Regions from separate parts of the Xenopus laevis genome. Here region 1 is linked to region 2. Evidence: chromatin contacts called from public Hi-C data. All regions are on one chromosome and are shown on one strand. Each heading gives the region's core, a stretch centred on a gene start, on an enhancer-like site or on the middle of the called end of the contact. The rest is flanking DNA. Distances are from core to core; before and after follow the strand shown.

What was found. A called contact is a pair of places that touch in the nucleus more often than the background predicts.
Region 1: a Hi-C map of the XTC cell line shows a contact between it and region 2, with 3 times the contacts expected there. The contact joins the enhancer-like site here to the promoter of foxp3.S in region 2.

What each region holds. Positions count from the first base shown.
Region 1 is chr8S:34,791,025-34,794,205 of Xenopus_laevis_v10.1, reverse strand. It overlaps sema3fl.S (semaphorin 3F like S homeolog), which reads right to left. Exons shown (of 18, transcript NM_001086479.1): 15 at 2,581-2,738; 16 at 2,219-2,286; 17 at 2,004-2,137; 18 at 926-1,665. The coding sequence ends at 1,420. kdm5c.S (lysine-specific demethylase 5C) reads left to right here. Exons shown (of 27, transcript XM_018232730.2): 27 at 1-297. Among protein-coding and RNA genes, the nearest start is that of kdm5c.S, 27 kb to the left of the region's middle. Within about 2 kb of position 1,400, at least 1 of the 7 cell types and tissues checked has an H3K27ac peak or open chromatin away from gene starts, as enhancers often do.
Region 2 is chr8S:34,669,886-34,673,060 of Xenopus_laevis_v10.1, reverse strand. It overlaps foxp3.S (forkhead box protein P3), which reads left to right and starts at 1,561. Exons shown (of 5, transcript XM_041574667.1): 1 at 1,561-1,758. The coding sequence starts at 1,561.

The DNA of each region.
Region 1 (3,181 bases), core at 151-2,650, 120 kb before region 2:
AGTGCCATAGCGAGTGAAGACGAGGTTATGGGGGTAGCAATGGTTATGGTGGGACATGTTTAGTTTATTTATTCCCTTCTCATTATCGGACTCTCACGAATTGCCCCAGCCCTTCCCTCTGTCTCCCCTTATTCAGGTTCTCCGCACCCCAACCCAAGTCACATGTTCACTTTGTTCGGAACACTTTGTTTAAAAAAAAAGGTTTTTTTAAAAAAAATGTACAAAAAATGTCATTAACTCCGAGCTGGAGGGTTCTTTTTTCTGACAGGTAGAAATAAACGTAGAGGTTTTTTGAAAGTGCCTCTCTTGTTTTTCCATTGTAGTGTGACACTGAGGTGCCAGTTTGTCCAGCCGTGGGCATCTGTATTGCTGCAGGCTACAATTGGGAGCTGCCATGTTTTCCTGATCTTTACTGATGCCGTTTGCAACAGCCAACAAACATGGCAGCTTCTGTATAAAGGAATAAAGCATTCCACTCCTGCCTAATGTCCCTGTGCATCTGATCAGTACCTGGTTTAATATGCACCAAGATTCTTATCAGTGTACTAGGCAGAACAGTGCAAGGAAACTACCCCATAGTTTTTGTTGCTGCCATATTGGTCCTTCCCATATAACAGCAGTCAATACCCATCACCTAATGATCCACATTGTCTAGCCTGTAGGAGAAGTAAATGCAGCACCTGTGCGTGTGCCTCTGGGGAAAGAGTTTGCACCACTGAGCAGATCCTGCCCTAACACCAAACTGTCACTTTACACAAAAAACTGATCTACAAGCTGGTTTGGAGTAAGAAAACAGGCAGTAGATGCAATACCTGTTTTGTGTGCTGCTATTGGTTGAGTCGGCCAACTGCAAAGTAAAGGTGTTCCTACCTGCACCTGGCTCTTTGCTTGGCCAAGCCCCAGGAAACCACACGCAGAACACGGATACAAAATAGACTTCATTTCTTAATTAGAATGAGTTAAAAAGTTACGTGTGCTAATTATTCATTCAGTAACCGGGCAGATTCCGTGTCCCTCTGGTTGGAATAGGAAACCCCCCCGCCCCCCCCTTGGCAGTGGCAGCTGTGGAGAAGCAGTCCGGTAGCACAAAGCACAAATGAAAGGGGGATTGTGGGAGATGCCACTGCTGCTTGAGTCCGGTATCCAGCAAGTTATAAATTAATATGAAACAGATCACACTGCATCCCTCTCTACACACGCATACAGTTCTCTGGAATGTCTTACTAATACTATCACCTCAACACATGGTGGCGCTGCTGCTGCTTGAACCACTTCTGTGCCAGCCCAACTGCTATTGAGCTTGGGTGTCACCTCACCCACATTCTCCTGTACTATGGAGTCCCTTGAGTGATGACTGAGAGGGGGCCTGGAATCGCCACTGACCAGCCCTCTTTGTTTTGTTTGCCAGGCACCACACTGTCAGTTACGCTCTGTCTGAGATGGCCGTGGTCTTGGTCTGCGTGGGGGCAGGCACTGTGCTGGCATTGGAGCAAGGGTTGGCACCGCTGTTAGCTTTTCTAGTAAGTCCCGAGGCAAAACATTGAGCCGTATTTTGCCACGTGACCGCCGGAAACCATTCTCCGTGCCCGTGCAGGTATAGACCCCTGCGTCGCTGGCATGTACAGAGCGTAGCACTGCACCTCCATCGATGCTCGTCAGTCGCACCTGGAACGGAACAGATAAAATCACTTGGTTGATTATTTGCAGCAGGTAAGGATAATGGCCCACGGGGAGATTGGTCTCCTGCAATAAATTTGCTCTACTGTGGACGCCAGATCTCCCGGAAACGCTTCTCCACCGGCAATAATTGAAAACCTACGTGTCCCTCTGTTTTTACAAAGTTGCCTCGTAAGGAAACTTATGGTGACTTCAAGTGGTGTAGGTTTTATTGCAGGTGGAGAAGCGTTTTTGGGTGATTTGTTGCAATAGCCTAAATTTACTGTGGCGACAAATCTCCCCATCAGCTGTGGCTCTAAAAAGGGATAAATACATATTTCACTTGCCTCTCTCCGATGCTGGGAGTCCTCTCTCTGCAGCAACCAAGTGACACTCTCGAGTGGAGAGTGAGTATCGCACTGGAGGAACACGCTGCCTCCTTCAACACCGATCTGCAGCCGCTCTAAAATTCCTCGGTCCACTTGAGACAGAACACAAACGGGTGTTACTCTCTGGCAAAGCGAGACCAACTGCAGCTGTTATCATCCCAAATCATCATTACCTTGTGTATTGTATCCTCTGCATTGCCTTAGCGGGTCTCCATGTTTAACGTCCTGTCGCCGACTCCTTCTGCGCACACGGCACCAGGTTAGGGCAAAAAATATTTAACAAGAACTAGTAGTTGGGTAGGAATTATCCACCAATTAGGTTTAGAAAACAAAAGCAAAGAGCTGATTGGTTGCTATGGGCAACATCACAGGTGATGTTTGTCTCCAGCGTTAATCAATATGCCCCAAAAAGTAACTACTGAGCAGACTCCAAAAAAACAGGCCCCACTCACAAGTGAAGTGTAGACTATATGCTCCATATACTCCCAATCTGGTAGGAGCAGTAGATGCCTATCCCAAATGAAGGGTTACTTACCTGCTGGGTGAAGGGGTGTACCGCACACAGCCCTTTCCATCCCAAGCACAATATGGGTCCCGGGCGAGGCAGCAGTCTGCACAGGAATCTCCATAACGACCGCATCGATGAAGAGACAGTTGAGTGACCCCAACATCTGACGAGACATAGAGCTGGTGCTGGAAATAAGACACTGATGTCAAGAAGATTAAAACCAAAAAAATCTCTTTCTGGCCACTAGATGGCGATGTGATGCTGGATTTAATGCAGGATGGATGTGTAAAGGCAAATGTGAGCTGCCATACATATTAATATGCCAATAAAGGAACATTGTTTGCACACTCTAAACGGCGCTCTCATGTCATTGTGGTGAGCTAAAGAGAAAGGAATGGAAGCTTATCTCATTTCTAAGCATTCCACTTTGCTGCCAGACCCGATTGATCTCTCTCTAACCCAGGATGCTTTGTAGCACAGAATGGAATACATGGAATATTCCATTGGTAAATGTACTTTGCTAACAATGGACAAATGTACTTTACGTTGCAATGGACATCTCCTGCCCACGACTCACTTACCCCTGTCCCTTCTACTTCCCCCTTCACTTGTGCTTACTTCCTGCTAA
Region 2 (3,175 bases), core at 312-2,811:
TACGGACAAACTTATTCACATCTAATAAAGTGTTAAACAAGTTAAAGTGATGGGTGGGGGCAAAAGATAGCCCTTTACTCAGTACTGAGGTCTCAGCAGGAGACAGGGTAATGGAGGATAAGTTCACAACGTTCAAGAGGTTCGGTCCTTCTTCTTGGGGTTGGTCCGTAATTTGTAGGGTCTTTCCCCGGAACCGTTTCCCCCCTCTTCTTGTCTTCTTCCTGATTTGTCGTTCTTTCTGTTCCAATCTGTTTTTTCCTGTTTTTTCCGGTTGGTATAATGATCCTGGCCATGATAGTTTTTTGGCTTCCTGACATCTTCCTTTGGCTCTCTTTCTTCTAAATCCGCCACAGTGGGTGTGCGCCTATTTTGTCGTAGGGATGTTAAGTCATCAGTGCAAAAGGAGGTTTCTTCACCTGAATCGCTAGAAAAGGATACCGATTTGGTACGATCACGCTGGTAGCCTTTTGGTCTTAAGATGGATTTTGGTCTTTTCCATACATATACCATGTTGTTCTCGTAATCTATTCGGTCTCTGTTCAGTTTCCGCTTCTTTCGTGTGCTCACCGTTTGTTCCAGATGTGAGAGGTGTTCCTTTAGGTTCCTATCTAGCTCCCCCAAATCTGGTAGTTTTTCCATACTGGACAGAAGGAGTTGAGATTCATTTATGTTCTCCCTCGTGTCAATTAAATCTTTCTTCTTATGGTCAATAATCAGTGTTATCAATTCGAAGGAGCACCTTGACAGAATATCATTCCATTTGTTCACAAACCCCTCATCATCTCTGGCAAACGTAGGAAACTTCCTAATCCTTAGGCCTCTCGGTATTCTATTCAAAGCCAGATACTTCTCCAATGTTACAATGTCCCAACACAATAGCAATTCTTGTGACATATATTTTTCTAGATTTTTATAAATTTCTGAAATAGTGTCATCAACATTTTCGTCAAAGTCATCATTGTTAAATGCTGTTTCAAGCTGGTTGAAACGTGACACCCTGTCCTCCAATTTCTCAAGGGCATACAGTTTGTTTGGTATTAAAACTTCAGCAGGTTGGTTGTTCGCCATTTGTTCAAAATTTGAAAAAAGTTTTTAAATAGGCGACACACAAAAATAATAACGTTTTAAAATCCAATAAAACCCAAGCAGGAGAGGGGAGAGAAAATGATTCCCTTAGATGTTTAGCGCTCCAAGATTTTGAACAATGTATATAATCAAGGCAGTGCAAGATTATTAAACAGACATTGTGATGTATTAATCTTTTAGTGAAGCAAAATAACTCAATGGGGCACCCATGAGGGAAGGCCTTGAAGGGAGAAATTCACTGTGTTCCCATTCAAACCAGAAAAACTTCAAATAGGTTCTATTTTTTCAGCTTTCCGTTAATTATGTATTTTTTCAGCCTTCCGTTAATTATGTAACAAACTCAGAGTTCCCTCAAAGTGACCCCCAGAGTAAGTCCGCCTTGACCCCCAGCATATATTACTGAATGGCTGGCGTCTCCATTGACCCTGGACGCCGCCGCACAGTTCTGAAATAATCAGTATCGATGTGGAGTCAATGCCGACAGACTTAGTGTTCGTGTTCCCCCAGCCACATTATGCCGTATTGGTATTTAAATACGATACCTTGCTTCAGACGGCTGTTGGCTCCGGGAAAGATGCTACATTTGATCTCCAATCTCAGCACTTGGGACAAAGATTAGAGGATAGAGGATATCCTAAACACCTTATCAGAAGTGCATACGAAAAAGCCAGAGTAGCACCTGTATTGAAGAGAGAGAAAAATGACACAAGACGTTTGACCCAAGACCACGTTGAATCAATCAGGCTAGATAAACAAAAAATGTTTTTTGTAACCGAATTCAGTGAGGAATATGGCCAGATTTGTAAGATCATCAAAAAATACTTACCTATACTGAATGGTGATGCAAAAATGTCCGAAATTCTGGCCAAAACGGAGATTAAATATGTCCCAAAAAAGGCCCCAACTTTAGGAAATATGCTGGCACCGAGCTTGGTCTCATCGGTTTCACCCAATGTGGCTGATAACTGGCTAAAAGTTAAAGGGACATACAAATGTGGGGCCAACACATGTAAAACGTGTCAAGTAATTTCTATCGGGTCCGAGTTCAGATCTAATACATCAGGGCATGTTTTTAAGAACACTGCGTTCTATAATTGTAACACCAGAAATGTAGTTTACCTACTTGAGTGTGGTTATTGCAATAAGCAGTATGTGGGTCGTACATCCCGCATGCTGAAGGAGAGGATCAGGGAACATATCAGAAGCATTTCCAATAGGGAGGAAAATACCCCGGTTGGTAGACATTTTAGGATATGTACACCCAATGGTCTGAAAGACCTAAGGGTGAAAGTGATTGAGAAAGTACGGGTCCCTATCAGAGGGGGCGACATTACCCATAGACTAAATCTCAGAGAGGCCTTCTGGATCCTCAAATTGGATACAAGGATCCCAAAGGGCCTGAACTATAGGCATGATATTAGCTATCTATATTAGGGAAGTTACCCTAGGCTCTAACGATGAAAGCCTAGTATGGTTAAATGGATATGATAGGCCACTTTAGTAGCTTTTTCTCCAGTTACATTAGAAATTAAAAAACCCCCTCCCCCCCTCCTCTTCCTTTCCTCTTGGGAAAATCAATATAGACTAGAGAGACAGGTTACTCATACCGCCCTAGCTACAAAGACCACAATGACAGTTTGTTTGGTTTTTAAATCAAGTTTATTGTTCCTAAAATAAGGAAAGAAAAATGTTTTAATGTTATATACTGTTTCATTTTGTTTCACTTTTTAATTGATTGTAATAAAGGTGTAACTTTACTAAGAGCCCACTGGAGGGCACTATTACCTAGTGTATAAGAAGCCCAGCTGTAACAAATGAATTTTGAACCTATGATTAAGGGATAACTCCCGAAACGCGTTAGGTGTATTCCAGCAGGATTTCCAATAAACCCTCTTTTTTCAGAAGTGCCGTCTGCCGTCGAATGTCTTGTCGAAAGCCCATTATAACCTATAACCATAGTCATTAGTCCAATAAACTGCTGAGACATGACAGTATGCTCAGCGTTACCCTTGGTCAAACCCTTATGTTTAAGGAACTTCCATCATACTTGATCTACTGTACTAGCATCACCTGGAAAGCCACTGACTGT